Regions from separate parts of the Macaca mulatta genome. Here region 2 is linked to region 1. Evidence: chromatin contacts called from public Micro-C data. All regions are on one chromosome and are shown on one strand. The core of a region is the stretch at or near the end of the contact, and the rest is flanking DNA. Distances in the headings are between cores, read along the strand shown.

Evidence for each region. A called contact is a pair of places that touch in the nucleus more often than the background predicts.
Region 2: a Micro-C map of CD4 T cells shows a contact between it and region 1, with 18 times the contacts expected there. The contact joins the enhancer-like site here to the promoter of TBL1XR1 in region 1. A contact is called at or near these places in 8 of 14 Hi-C or Micro-C datasets (CD4 T cells, blood, cortical neurons and 5 more).

Annotation. Positions count from the first base shown.
Region 1 is chr2:89,170,791-89,178,722 of T2T-MMU8v2.0, reverse strand. TBL1XR1 (TBL1X/Y related 1) reads left to right here and starts at 3,537. Exons shown (of 18, transcript XM_077994184.1): 1 at 3,537-3,903.
Region 2 is chr2:89,331,327-89,339,258 of T2T-MMU8v2.0, reverse strand. No RefSeq gene overlaps it. Among named protein-coding and RNA genes, the nearest start is that of TBL1XR1, 160 kb to the right of the region's middle. Within about 2 kb of position 4,693, at least 37 of the 40 cell types and tissues checked have an H3K27ac peak or open chromatin away from gene starts, as enhancers often do. A contact at or near this core is called in CD4 T cells, blood, cortical neurons and 2 more, where this site is marked.

The DNA of each region.
Region 1 (7,932 bases), core at 2,288-4,787:
GAGATAACTTTTTTTTTTTTTTTTTGAATCAGAGTCTCGCTCTGTCTCCCAGGCTGGAGTGCAGGGGCGCGATCTCGGTTCACTGCAACCTTCCCCTCCAGGGTTCAAGTGATTCTCCTGCCTCAGCCTCCCAAGTAGCTGGGATTATAGGCACCCGCCACCACGCCCGACTAACATTTTGCGTTTTTCGTACAGACGAAGTTTCATCATGTTGGCCAGGCTGGTCTTGAACTCCTGACCTCATGATCCGCCGGCCTCAGCCTCCCAAAGTGCTAGGATTACAGGTGTGAGCCATGGCACCCAGTAGAGAACTTCTTAATGTGCTCCTTTGCTTTGCAATTTGTTAATAACACAGTAATCTCTCCTTTCTAGAAACACATTAACATTTAATTCAAAGTGTAATGGGAGTTTTAGATTAGGACACAGTATTGAATATTAGTAACAAGAGTTCCTTCTTTGTCCTTTCCTCATCCAGTGAGTATAATCATTGCTTGTATTTTGGTGCAGCCCTGATCCTTTATGCTGGATATGTTGGGACAGCTAGAGGGTGATGGGACAATACATGTGATCTCTGAGTGATGGTTTATTTCTCTGAGTATTTAACGTTGAAGCCACACTGTTGTTTCAGATAGTTTCCAGAATATAAAATCAAAGGGATCAAAATGTGATGTGATTTAAAACCCCCTTTGCTGGAGGAATCAAGGCCTTTCCACATTTGGGTGCCCCCATTTTTTCTGTTTGTTTGTTTAAAAGCACTCCAGGTCGCTGGGCACGGTGGCTCACACCTGCAATCCCAACACTGGGAGGCTGAGGCGGGTAGATCACCTGAGGTCAGGAGTTTGAGACCAGCCTGACCAACACGGAGAAACCCCATCTCTGCTAAAAATACAAAATTAGCCGGGCGTGGTGGCACACGCCTGTAATCCCAACTACTCGGGAGGCTGAGGCAGGAGAATCACTTGAACCCGGGAGGCGGAGGTTGCAGTGAGCCGAGATTCTGCCATTGCACTCCAACCTGGGTGACAAGAGCGAAACGCCGTCTCAAAGAAAAAAAAAGTACTCCTGCTCTCTCTTCAATTAGTGTGATCCAACAGTGGTGAGTAAAGTACATTTTACTGCAATGAATTTATAAGTCCCCAGACTCGATGATCTTCATATTAAAATGCAGTCATTTATGCACAGAAATGTCTTGTAAACTATAGGGATATAAACAAATGCATGGATTATTATCATTGTTAGGAGGCTCAACTAACGCTGAACAACTTTAGGAGGCAGCTTGGTGTAGGGTATAAGAACTTCAGGCTGGAAGGCCTGATCCTATGAACCTGAAGGAGGGTGTCTCCTCCCTTGTGGAATAAGGGAGAGAGGTCATTTAGGGGAAGGAGAAAGCATGGGGTAGGCAGCTTTGAATATGACGCTTAAGAACTGTATGGTTGAGAAGTCCTCATTCACTGAAAGTGGGGTTTGATTTTACGGTCACTGCTGTATGGAGAAGACCCGCCCGTGGTAGCACAATATGAAACTTAAAAAATAATCTAAGCCAATAGATATGTTTCATTGAGTGGCTCCACCGAGATGGTTTATTTATTGAAGACAGGGTATGTTTAGTGATATCTATGCCATTAATCAACTCAAAAAAAAAAAAAAAAAGGAAGATACTATACTCTTCTCAATTCTGAAATAAAGTCTTCTGAAAGGTGTTAGTTTTGAGGTAAACAAGCCTCAGCTTTAGAAGCCTATTGAAATGCAAAACTTGCTTTGTGCGGTTTCCCTGTACACTCTGCATAGTGTTTTGGAAACCTGCAGTTATCTAAATTCCCATCGGGTGACATTGTTTAATCCAACATTCCCACTTTCATACATCAAAATAGCTCTAAGGCCACACCACTGATATGCTTTGAACTCTCTTTCTGGTGGTTGGAAGGGAGTTTCCAATCCCACTACTCCCTTTCCTCTGATGGTTTTCCTGCTCCCTGCCCCACTAGGTCATTCAGGAAAGGCCTCTGGCAGCTCCCCCAAGCAAGGGCTCCTGGGGGAAAGAGACATTGACCTTAGCCAAGAAACCACCTGTCTAATCACTGAACGTTTTAGGCCACCAGGAGTCCACACTGGTGCAAGTTACAAGTAGTGTGTGTGTGTGTGTGTGTGTGTGTGTGTGTCGCAAAACTTTAGGCTTCTGATACTGAGAGGAAATGATAGTCGCTTTAAAGTGATCGCTACATCTATTTTCAAATATTGTGATGAGAGCAGGAAAACAGTACCCTTCACCTTTAAGAAAAAGCTGCAAATATTATTTTGCTTTGAAGGCAGTAATAACCGAAATAACAAAAAGGTTTCAAGTGGTATCTTAATTAAAAGGGTGGCTGCTTCTCCAGTCCTGAGCTTATACAGAGCTCTAAGAAGCGCCCCACCCCATCTTTCTGAAAGTCTTAGAAAGATTACCACCCCATTTGCTTTAAAACCTGAAGTGCCTCCCTTCTTTAAAAACGACCCCCCTCAATCATACTGCCCACATTATCACTTATCAAAGGTACACTTTATAAACAGCCTTGCTGTGCTTCACACATGCAAAAAGTATACAAAGTGGGTAAACTTCTACTGTGGATGCCACCGTGGAGGTATATGTTTAGTAAACATTTAGTTACATTATTTTATTTTTGTGAAATAAGAACTGATCGACCAAACCTTTCAAACAGACCCACCAGATGATAAATACCACCATATGCTTGATTCACAGTACATTTGGGCATAAACACTTCAATTACAGCTTTGTGTTTAGTATCAAAAATCCTTTCTTGTGTGCGTGTTTTCTCTCCAGATCCCGTGCTCTGGATCACATTTTGAAAGTCGCTTAATACAGATAAAGCACCTTTCCAGGTACGCTTCCGAGAACCATATGTATTTACGCACACAAAGGTGTGCACAGAGATTTTCACAAACAAATGTCCATATGATGCCGCGCCGCGCTCCCGCACATGCCCGCCGCGTGTGCGCCCAGCCCCCAGCGCCGCCGGGCCGCCCCCAGGACACGCGGAAGCCCGCGGCCTCCTTGGGAAACTTCGCCAGCGGCTCCACCCCGGCCACCGCGCGGGCCTCCCCGCCCCCACCCGTCTCGGGCCCAGCGGCCCACACCCGAGCACACTCAGGCCAGCCCGCGGCGGTGGGGGCGGGGCGGGCGGCCCGGGGCCCCGAGGCGCCTTTGAGTGCCCGCGGGGCTCGCCTGATTTTTAAAAAGAATGCGCCGCACAGCCCAGCCCCCAGCGCCGCCGGAGCGGGCCGGGAGGGAGAGGAGCGCGGCAGCTGGAGCCCCCCCCGCCGCGCCGCCGCCGCCACCGCCTCCCCGCGTCCGCGGCGCCCCTCCCCCGCCGGCCCCTCCCCCGCGCGCCCGCCCGCTCGCCCGCCCGCCCGGCGCAGGCCGCTCGGGTTTGTTTTGCTGCGCGGCCGCCGCCGCCGCCGCCGCGGGCCTCGCGAGCTCATTTGTGCCTGGCTGGTCCCCATTCCTCTCTCCCTAGTGTTGAGTGTCTGAGCCGTTGGCTGCTCCGAACCGTTTGGCTCTTTCCCTTAGTAACAGCTTTTACCTTCTGCCTCAATTCCTCTCCCCGCTCGCGCCCTTCCCCCGCGCGCCGCCTCCCCCCGCCGCCGGCCGCGTGCGCCCCCGCCCCTCCCCCAGCGGCGGGAGCACCTCCGCTCGCCACCTGGGGACCCGCGCCGCGCTCCCCGCCCCCGCCCTCCCGGCGCCCATCCCCCGCGCCCTCCGCTCGCTGGGGTTATAATTGCCTCTCACCCCCCGGAGGGGTTATTTTGGGGGTGGTTGGAGGCGGTGGCGGCGGCGGCGAGGAGGGGAATTTCCTAGTGCCTCCATTCCCGGGAGGGGGGAGCGGCGTTGGAGGCCACCGTTTCCAGGTAAGCGCTGGGGGCCGGACCCCGGAGTGGGGGCGGTCGCGGGCCTGGGCGGGGGGCGCGGGCCAGAGGCGGCCGGGGGCGCTGGGCCGCGGGGGATGGGCGCGAGTGGAACATGCATTTTTCAACTTGGCCCTTGGGGGAACTGGGCTTGCGTGGGGGGAGGGAAGGCAGGGAGGGCACTTGGGGCGCCCCCATCCCCCCGTTTTCCTCTCTCAGGTTTCTTTGAAATGCTCACGTGCCTGCCCACCCCCTACCCTTTCCTGGTCTCGGGGGATCCTCACCCTAATTATGTTGTCCCCGAAAATGTGCACCTCGGCCTTCTCCCCCTCTTCCTCCCTTCGTGCATTTACACCCCCTTTTTGTGCGTGTGTGTATGGGGGGGGGAGGCTTTTAGGAAAGGATTTGCAGCAAATTGAATCAAGGAGCCATCATGAGGCCGACTCCTTTATAGCCTATTTTTAGCAGAGGAGAAGGAGCTTTTCGGTGTATGCTATTTTGTGAAACCTCGGGCGGCAATGGAAATCTCCCCTCCCCAGGCGCGTCCCCGGCCCGGGCGCGGCGACCCCGGCCGGCGTGCTAGGGGCTGCGGGCGGCTGTTGGGGCCGCGCGTCCGGGGCGGGGGCGCCGGCCGGGGGAGGGGCGCGCGGCAGCCAGGCCTTGCTCCGGGACGTGTTTATTTGTAACTTAGTGCTTTCTATCGTCTTAAGGAGGTATTTGGTGGAGATTCTTTGAAGTTGGGTTCAGGAGTGTAGAATTGGCAAAGTTATTGTCAGCTTCCTGGTAAGTTTTGGGTGGCACAGAGTCACGTTATTTTCTGACAGTGTAAAGGCCACGTTGTGAGGGTGGTTTCTCGGTAACTTCCTCTTTGCAACCGATTTAATTTTTTGAACAGAAGCAGACTTTTATTTAAGTGGAATATTAATCTTAAATGGCAGCTCGAGGGAAGCCATCCATGCGTTAACGTGTTCAGTATTTTTGGAAGTTCTTAATTTGCTGAAGCAGGCATCACTTCGCATTGGTAACCGGGATTAAATTTAGGTTGTGAAAATGGTGTGTTTCATGTAAAATTTGGGTTGTGGCTTTGAAAAAATGCTCTCTTTGTTGGATTGTCTTAAGTGTCTCTAAGATAATTTGGTGATTACAAATGAGAAATGTTGGAAACTAGTTAGAAATTAGGTGTTCTCAATGTCTGGAGTTTACTTAAAATCTTGGACTGTGCAGGCACCGGGGGTGAAGAGTTTTAGTACCTATGTGATTTGCAGTTGACTTAGGAAAGTTTACTGTTCACTTTCTTGTTTTCCAAACAGGAACCGTATGCTGATCTAAACAAACTTGTTAATAAAATGTAGTGGGTGAAAATGACAGGTTATTTTTAGTCTGAATTTTAAGACTGAATGGTTTCTCCACCCCCCACCTCATGTAATTAAGTGATCTTCTTCCCCCTCCTTTTTTTCCTAAAGGCTCCTTCTCCAGTTTGGATAATAATAAGGCCCTCGTGGTGTCTTCATCCACTTACCTGAAACAACTTGGAATAAATAATTTCGATTACACGTTGAAGATAACAATGAGTGACTGTTTGGGTTTTCCAGTGTGATTCATTTTCATTTTTGTTAAAATAAGACCCATGCTACATTGATGTATTTTAGTAATGCTGACTTCCTGGGATTGTATGTTCTCACCATTTTAATAAGTTTATAGTCTGAGGCACCTTTGTCTCCCCGAAAACATGGTGTATGTTGGGTGGTGTCCTGGGAGTTGATGGCAAGCTTCCCAAATTGTTGAGAGTTCTAGAAATAGTTAGCATTTACCTGTGGGGGAGGGGCTGCAGGAAGAAACTATGCCTGAGAGCGGTTAGGCGTGTGATGTGTGATTAGGCTTCTTGCTATTAAATCCAGGTTTTCTTGTTTGGAATATTTTTTTTTCCAGCCCTATCCTGCACTGAGATGTACGTAATCACAATCATTAAATTCATAAGTAACTATTTTTTGACGTTTGAGTTGTTAGAATCAGACCTGCAGTACAGAAAAAATACTGAACTGTATGTGGGATGAAAACTACGTGCCTGGGAAAAGTTTTTCTTAGTGTTAAGGAACTCAATAAAGTGACATGTTAATGGCATAAAAATTGTTGCAAAGCTCACCGTCAGTTTATAAGACATTTTTCTTTTAACATATACCAGCTTTGGGTATTAATGTGGGAGACACTGGTGGTAAGTGGAGTGGCCCCTTGCAGAGATGATGTTTTTGCGTTGGTTGCTTCAAAGAAGTGTTAAGCATTTTAATACGTACGTCCAAGAATCTTTTTGATATTTGTATTCTCGACACCTAATTAAAGGTTTTGCATGATTATCATGACACCAGTCTCCCGAAGGAACTAGAGCTAACTGCTTCCTGTGTTCTAGGAGCCTTTCAAGCTCACATGTAGAAAGGGCAGAAGATAATATGAACATAGGGGTTACTGATAAAAGGAAATATATTAATAGACCTTTTGAACATCAACCTGTTGATTAAATCCATCAGTGCAGTATACATACAACCTTGTCAGACAAGTAGGTGACAAAGGAATCTCCCTTGTTTGTACAATTTGTAGCAGTACTGTTACAAATAATTTCTGACCTGACACATTTTGATGAAGTTGGTTGAAATAGTTTGTTGGGTTTGTTCAATTTTGGTGTCATTTATATAAAAATAATAGAGAAGAATGAATGGTAGGAAGTTAGGGGAGAGGTATGGCAGAAACATTGGCATTCACTAAAACTTGTATTTTTCTAGTGCATGTGAATTGGACTCACTTCACAACATTTACAGTATAAGTCACTGAAATGCAAAAAAGGAAAGCAGCCAGCATGAGACATTTATACTTTATGCTCAGACATTCTAGTGGTAGAGGAGGGCTAGGACCCTAGAGCTGTGTAGTAAAGAATTGTTGAGTATCGTTCAGTTTAGGTGCCACCAAGGTGGTATCTCATGCTCTGCCACCAATAGAAACCTGAAGTTAAAAAGAAAGGACTCTGTGAGAGAGCTGATACTGGAGAGATTTGGCTGTTTACCCCTCTGGGATTGGGTTCGGTAAGAGTGCAATTGATTGCCCTGTTACCACAGAGCCAGAGGAGAGGGACTAGGTGCTCAGGGCTATGCTCTAGGAGATGTGAGGTGCTTTCTATGCCGTTTATACCCCAGGCTAATCCTAGGTAGTGTTGGGCTTTTTTTGTGGATGATGAAACAGAGGTGCAAAGAAGTTAATTCACTTGTTCAAGGCCACAAAATGATTAAATGAACACTAGGATTCAAACCTGGGTCTGTCTTAGATGACTGAATCTGCGGAATTTTTCCCAGCTGTTTTGTTAGTCTTGATCTGTGTAGATACCCTTCCAAAACCTTGTGTTTCTGATCAAGTTTATGATCTATAGTTGAGCATCTGTACTAACTGGGTCAGGTGATTGCATGGTTAAATGAAATTCATAGAACTCATATCATTGTGTTGAACTCCCTAGCACTATTTAATAAGATGCAGTCCTACTGGGCACGGTGGCTCATGCCTGTAATCCCAGCACTTTGGAAGGCTGAGGCGGGCAGATCACGAGGTCAAGAGATCGAGACCATCTTGGCCAACATGGTGAAACCCCGTCTTCTACGTCTCTACTAAAAATACAAAAATTAGCCAGGCATGGTGGCGGGTGCCAATAGTCCCAGCTACTCGGGAGCCTGAGGTGGGAGAATCTGGGAGAACCTGGGAGGTGGAGGTTGCAGTGAGCCAAGATCACGCTACTGCACTCCACCCTGGGCGATAGAGGGAGACACCCTCTCAAAAACAAACAAAAAACTAGTGTAGGAAAAATCATTGAAATCTTTGTGTTGTAGCATAGTGGTTACAGTGAGTTCAAACTCAGGCTCTATCCCTTACTAGCTGTGATGTTGGGGTAGTAGCTCCTCATGCGTTTTATTTATTTTTTTAAATTTTTATTATATTTTATTTTTTTGAGATGGAGTTTTACTCTGTTGCCCAGGCTGGAGTGCAGTGGTGCGATCT
Region 2 (7,932 bases), core at 3,444-5,943, 160 kb before region 1:
TGATTTCTGGCAAGCCATGAGATCTTTGGCAAATGATTCAGAAGGAGTTTGGAGAATCTGGGGATAATATTGCTATTTTAAAAACTACTTATATCACCTATGTATGTAATCAAGTTTCTTGAGTATGTCTGTGCACATGCATGCACGTATGTGAACAACACATTAGAAACAGAATTGATGCTGAACTTGTCAGTCTAGTAACAGGTAATATTAGTCAACCATGGCTACATAAGCTAATTGGAAGAAAAGCCATATTCTCCTCATTAAGATATATATTATCAATAAAAGTTAACACTTTAGCCATGCGCAGTGCCTCACACCTGTAATCCCAGCACTTTGGGAGGCTGAGGCGGGTGGATCACTTGAGGTCAGAAGTTCAAGACCAGCTTGGCCAACATGGTAAAACCCTGTCTCTACTAAAAATACAAAAATTAGCTGGGCATGGTGGCACGTGCCTGTAATCCCAGCTATTCAGGAGGCTGATGCAGGAGAATCACTTGAACCCAGGAGGCGGCAGGAGAATTACTTGAACCAAGGAGGTGAAGGTTGCAGTGAGCTGAGATCATGCCACTACATTCAGCCTGGGCAACAGAGCAAGACTGTCTCAAAAAAAAAAAAAAGAAAAAAAAAAAATTTACTCTTAGAGCCATATAATCACACATATTTTTAAATTAAAATTGATATTTATTTTGTTGATGAGATATCAGTATGGCTACATCAATTCGAGGAGAAAAAAATGATATAAAACCTGCCAGTGTTAAAGAAGAGCTTGCTCATGAATTTTTTAAGTGAACAATGATGGGTATCCAACTGCTGTGGCATTTGGATCCTATTGGATACATTTTTTAAAGTGATGTTTTGCTAAAATGTCAACGTTTTGCAATATACTAGATATTATTTCCTTTGCAACAACTTTCACTTAGGATGCCAAAGTGTAGCTATCATTTTTAAAAAGAGCCTGGAATACATTGTTTTTCAAGATTCTTTTTTTTTTTTTTTTTTTTTTTTTTCTTTGAGACGGAGTGTCGCTCTGTCGCCCAGGCTGGAGTGCAGTGGCCCGATCTCAGCTCACTGCAAGCTCCGCCTCCCGGGTTTACGCCATTCTCCTGCCTCAGCCTCCCGAGTAGCTGGGACTACAGGTGCCCGCCACCTCGCCGGGCTAGTTTTTTGTATTTTTTTTAGTAGAGACGGGGTTTCACCATGTTAGCCAGGATGGTCTCGATCTCCTGACCTCGTGATCCACCCGTCTCGGCCTCCCAAAGTGCTGGGATTACAGGTTTGAGCCACCGCGCCCGGCCTCAAGATTCTTTTAGGGGGTACATGCACAAAACAGTGTGATGCTGACAACTATTATGGAATAGCAGTCCCCTAACCTTTTCATAAGGAAGTATCCCTTCTTGAACATTTTAAAAATAAAAGCAGTCATAGTTTTACTTTCTATACCTATTAACCAAGAAAAATCAAGTAACAAAAAAACTAGCAGGTATTCAGTAACACTTATAAATTATTAAATGAATTGTTGTATTCATCAAAATAGCATCTAAAGATTTTAACCCGTATAGATGTGAAGTATATGATCCACTTATCTAGAGAATATCTAGGACACCCAGTGGTTCATAGCAGCTCTGGGCTACACTGCAGCCTCCAGTCCCGGAACCACGCTGGATGGGTTCCGTTGACCTTTACAGAGTGGTCTTTCCCTGTGGGAAGGCTAGAAAAATACCCAAGCAGCTCATTTCAAGTGGATATCCTGCTAAGGTATACACCGATTCAAATGTTTTTTGCAGCCAAGCGGGTAGCTTAAATGAGGGAACCTGCCTATGGGTAAGAAAAGAGGGAGAGGCTGGAATTGTAGGCAACAGAAGGCTGTGTGCTGGGTTTCAAAGAGGCAGCTGCTATTCAGCCCCACCTAATTGTTGACAAGGCTCATGCCTGCAGCTTTTTACTTTTCAGGAAAAGCTGGATTTTCCTGTGAATCCTCTGGATTTTTAATCCAATTTTTCTAGAAGGAAAAAAAAAAACTGTTCAGGCTAACCTAAATACAAATGGGAGCTAAATCCAGGTTCAATGTCTGCACCATTGCAACTCAAAGTGTAGTCCCAGGTTCAACAACTGTTTGTTGCATTCCACAATGAGATGTGCATAGCAACTGAGAATAACATTTAGAAATAGCCATAACAGTTTGACAGGGTAATTTTGTCATGTAATTTTCTGAATCTAATAATAAAAAATTGGCTTGTATCTTATACATCTGTTTTAATTTATTTCCCTAATTTTTTAGAAACAAAAATATCAGTGGGCAGTAGATTAAAAATCTTGCCTGCGATAGTTTAAGAAGCATTGCCATGGTCTTTATCAAAGCAAGGGGTACACTGGAGGATGCTGTATTTGATAACTGAATGTCCGAGTCTAGAATCGTCACATGGACCGCCTGAAAGAGACAAGCCTATGAATCAAAATGCAACCAGTTCTTTCCAGCTGACAAATATTTGGCAGTAAAGGCCCAGAGGAATGGGGGAAATAGTGTCACTCCGGGAGGACCACTCCTAACCCATCAGATTACCAAGGTTCCTCCAGGGCCAGCTGTGGGAGGAACAGCCTGGAGTTCCTTCTCCCTCCCCCAGCACAGGAAGACCCGCCCCTTAGAGGCCCTCACTGAAGGGCAGAGGGCATGCTCGCAGGCGGTCGTTTCTGTGTCTACCTGTTCCAACACACTGAGCTTCTCCAGGGCAGAGACTCCTGCTCCTGCTCCTCGGTCCCCCCAACATGGCTCCTCTTCACTGAATTCTCTCCTCCTCTGCCAAATATAAGGTTCCCTGCTAGGCAAAGAACCTTGTCAGCCTCTAGTTAGGGGTGCTGAACTTTGGCAACTGGTAGCCAGCCTCCTACCTATCAGCTTCTATCCAAGCTGATCCTCCAGCCTTTGTCCTCCCCTGCTTAGGCAGAAACTCTAGGGTAGGAAGTCCGTTGCCCGCTGCGGAAGCTCAGAACCCAAAGCAAAGTGGCCCATGTCCTTCCCTAGCAAGGATCCCTATATTAGCCAGTTGTGTCTGGGAGAGGCTGAGGCAAAGACCAGAGGATCTGCTGGGCTAAAAACCGGAAGTGCTTAGAGACTGACGAGCTGCTTCATCTTGAGAACCAAAGAGACAGACTGGCAGGTTTGCATGCTCCTCTCTGAGCTGAAGGAAACCCCCTAGGTAAATAGTTCTCAGTTGGAAGCGAGTGCCCCCACCCTTCCCCACTTCAGCAGCTTCAGCCTCCAGACTCAACACATGCTGGACCATCTTGGAGGTCTGGTGCTCCAGGCCTCCCCAGCTGCCTGCACCTCCGAAAGGGGAAATGGGGGTGGGGTGGGAGGGCCAGGCCTGGGGAAGTGATTTTAGAAGTGCAAGTCTGGTGGGAGAGTTTTTCCTTCAGACCATCTGGAGGGAAGCAGTCATAATCTACTACAAGTTCTCCCGAAATGATCAAGTACACATAGGGAAATTGGTACATTGTTGAAAAACATGTCTGCTTTGCTTCCTTCTGGGGAGCTCTAAAGACTTGTATCAGTCAGAGATGACTCCCTGCTTGAGGTACACAGAGATTAAGATGAGGCCAAAGAACAGCTCTCTCGCCTTGTAATTCTCCAGGTAGCCAGTTTTCAGCTGGCTGCCATTTTTTGCAATTTAAGATGCTAAGAGAATTTAAATGACATCAGCCCTGTGTGTGTAAAGAAGGAAATAGCCTGCATAGCTAAACAGAAAAGGTACCATGTTGTATGAGCCTTTCACGTTTTTTAAGCTGGGGGGTGTGTGTGGGTGGGGGGTGTTTGTGTGTGTGTAGAACAAAAGTACAGTTGTCTATACAATTAGTTATTTAAGCTATTTCAAGTACCATTACAGCAAGGGGGAGGGGAGGGAACATCTAAAATACATTAAATTATTTTTAAAAACTCGTTCTAGAAAAAAGGAAATGCCAGAGTAGTAAGATAAGGAGTCTTAATTAGCAACAAATTCATCTATTTCCTTCCTCCAAAACTGAGACAGTCTTCTAAGGCAATTTGCTTGGAGAGCAGTTTTGCGCCATAAATCTGGGACATGTTTTTCATGTGTGTTTGTTTGCCCTGTGTGAGGCTTAAGAAAAACACAGCAACCAAACCATCCAGTTCAGCCCTGGAGGGAAAGACCTAGAAGACCTAATCACCCGTGATGGCGATTACATAACAGAGAATCGTGCGCGCGGGCGCGCACGCACACATACACACACAGACACACACAGACACACACACACACACACACACACACACACACACACACACAGAGTCTCAAAAAAGAAAGAAAGAAAACCAGCCTTTGGCTTCCTGTCACAGAAGATGTCTCCTTTTTTTTCCTTTGTGAGGATCACTAAGAATGCTTCTTAAATACCAAGTGGATGTCTTTGGTAGAAATAGAGGTCACTTAAGGATGATTTATAAGTGCAGCCGAAGCCAAAATGAAGCATGTATCGATATCTAAAGTGCATCTGCATTTAGTGCAGCAAAGCTCATAATCTGTTTCTAATTTGTGCCCTGTGGATGCCCTCCCCACTAGGAAAAGGCCTGGCTCTGAGCAGCCGCCCCTCCCCGAGGCCGCCAAGCTCCCAGTTCAGGCCCTTTCTTGGGCAGCCGGAGTGCTCCTCTCTTAGATAATGCCAGGTACTCTGGAAAGTAGCCGTGTAATAATACACAAACCCCTGATGATGTCAGCGTGTTATTGACTTTCCAAGTCTGAATGACTGAGCAGAGGAGCGGGGGTGGGGCGCAATCCATCCGGCAGCGCGGAGACCGGCCAAGCGAAAATGGGCTCGCCAGCCTGGCGGGGGAGGGGCGGCTCGCAGCTGCCGCTGCTGCTTCGAGCTCCGGCTCTGCCGCCGCGGCGTCAGGGTCGTTGCCGCCCAGCCCAGGCGGGGCTTAGGTTCCCGCTCCTCCGATGTTTACGTTTGGTCAAAAACTCCTCAGGCAGAAATAACTAATGCCGCCCCCCGGAAGCTTATACCACGTGGCAGAGTGGGGTCACAAAGCGGGGAGCAGTGGCACGAAGGGGAAGGGGAGAAAGACCTCCCTGTTCCCTCCCCCACCCTGCAGGGGCCTTCCTCTTAGGCTGCAGAGCCAAGGGTCGCTCTCCGTGGTGGAGCTCCCTCTGCAGAAGACCCCCTGGAAAATTGCACCTCAGCAGTGGTGACATTTTATGGGCCATGATTTGCTGCATTTATGGCTCTGGTGGTGCAGGTGCAGAGTCGTAGGCTCCCCTTCTCACCCCGCAAATTGCTCACAGTGCAATCTGTCATCTTCAAGGCTAGGTGTGAACCGGGCAGGGTTGCCCTTAAAATGGAATTGCAGTTAAAGGCCGAGATCTGAAAGGAAGCGCTCCAACCGGGGCGTGGCTTTTCCCACCGGGTCTGGACCTTTCCTTCAGGCCCCGCCGTGCGTGCCCATCGGCTTGGCTGTCGCAGCTTGGGGGGACTGGGCGCCCCGGGCTCTGCCTGCCTGCAGAGCTCCAGTCCTTTCCGTTCCAGGCCTGTGGAATCCTCCACCGAACAAGGCCTCGCGCTGGCCTCTGCCCCACCCCACTGCGAGGAGCTGCTCCTCCTCCGAGGCCTGTGGTTTTTCTCCCCGCAGAGTGGGCTTGGTGGCGGCACCGCATGGCGCAAACAGCACGGGGGGCTTTGGAACCGCCTGGACTTGAGCCCTACCCCACCACATATTCGCTGTGTGAGTGTGGACCCGGTGGTTACCCTGTCTACAGCCCGCGTCTTAAAATGGGAGTAGTAACAATCCCCTCAATAGTTGTTCTGAGGATTAAGTGAAATTCAGATTTCATAAGAGACGTCCTTTTTCAATAGTCAGGTCTCTCGCCTTCATAAGTCAAGTTCCACTCGGGCCAGAGGCCCTGTGGTTGTTTCTGAAAACAAGGTCAGTAGAAGTGCTAGACCCATTGTTTCCTTAACTCTGCCCTTCCCCCTACCCTCCTGGCTCTCTGGAGCCCGCAGCCTCTTCCGACCCACTTCCACCTTCACCCACACCCACAGGCTTACAGGGCAGAGCCGTTTTGTTGACGGGGCGGGGGTGGGGGCGGGGGTGGGGATGGGGGTGGGGACGGGGGTGGAGGCGTGAAAACTGTACCTCTGACTTAAGCTGGACCATTCACGGCCTTTCTCAAATTTCCCTCCCCCACCTTGCCACAGGGGATTGGTCCCAGCGGGAAGAGCTGACATATTTGAATCCAATCAAAAGCCTTCTTGGAAAATTTTGAAACTGGAAGTGAAAAAGTCAGTTTCTCCCCAGGGCTAAAACTGCAAGATATTATAATGTACATGACCATGTTTCCCATGGTCAGGAGAGGAGAGGCAAGGTCAATCTGAAGGCAGAACTCATGATAGGGACACAGACAGAAACAGAGATAAAGATCGAGCAAAAGACAAAGATAGAGCCTGAGCCACAGCCAGACAGGCTGGGAGAGAGAGCTGAGGCCAACAGGAGTCTGATGTTATGGGCAGCATCGGTTCCTGTGTCCCTGGTAAGGCCCTGCCTGCCCCTGATTCCTTGTGGCAACCCATTATTTTTTGCCACAAATTCTTATTGTTCAAATTAGTTTGTTTTTGTTGCTTGTAATCCAAAAATTCCACCATGGCATTTACTAGTTTAACATACACAGTAAAGAGCTCCCCAGCTCCCATTATAAACCCCACGTATACTTCTATCCCCCGCAGTATACGTCAGTGCCCCATAACGAGGTGCTCAATAAATGCTCTTCAGATTGCACTCAGCAACTTGTGAGTGGACAGGAAGTGCTCTGGTGGCTGTTGAAACTGGAGACTTCAACTGGTTAATTTAAAGGGGAAGCATCGCCAATTGCCACAGACTTCTAGAAGCCCATTTATTGTACCCTAGTGGTAATTAAGGCTTATTCAAGTGAATAGAAAGAGAAAAGAGAAGAAACTTTATCCCCTCTAAATTGCATTTAATAAAAATCTTGGAGAAAATGAGTGAATTGTCAGGCTTAATAATTTCCCCTGGGTCTTTGTTGGAGGGAGGCTGAGGAAATGTACAGTATTCTACATTTATGGGACAGCAGATCGGCATTTTAACTGAGAGTAAAATGCAGTCGTGGCTTACCCTCCTTTTTTTCCCCCTCATTTGTTTCCAAAGGGTTTTTTCCAGCTCATGAGTCACTTCCAGTCAGATTCAAAGACAAAAGCCGGCTAATTGTGTGTCCATGAGTCAGGGTCCCACCCTGCCTTATCTGAACACCCTTTCTAGCTCTGAGAAGACAGAGCAATTTTCAGCCTATAAGGCATTGAGTGGAACCTGTTCCACACCGCTTCTGGGTCGGGCTCTTTAGGGAGCAGTCCAGGCCCTTCCATCTCCTTCTGGCATCCGGCTGCTGATAGCACCTTGGGGTGTTTCCTTTCCAGTGTTATTTTCAGTCAGGAACTGTGCAGTCTACCCTGTTCCTAAGGCACCCTGTTGTGCCCAGAGAGATAAAGGTGAATTTAAAAGGAGGTCCAAACCCTCTAGCAATTTATCAAATAATGAAGGAGAAAGGCAGAAAAGAATCACTGTTAGACAAGCTTTGAGGGCTATGGAAGAGTAAGTGCTACGACTAGTGATTTCTCAGTCTGCTCCCCTTGCTGTGTCTCCGCAGCATTTTATCTGGTTGACTTTCCAACTACTTGAAACATTTTATCTGGAGACTTCCCTGATGTTATTTTGTTTTCCAAGCAGTTCTCTATTCCCCACTCCCACTTTTTCTCTTATCCTCATGCCTTAAATGCTACCTCTTTCTAGATATCTCACTTCCAGATAATGGTACCACATCCACCTGGCTGCTCATGCCACAGAGACAATTCCTGATTTTTTTTTTTTTTTTTTAAAGACAGAATCTCGCTCAGTTTCCCTGGGCTGGAGAACAG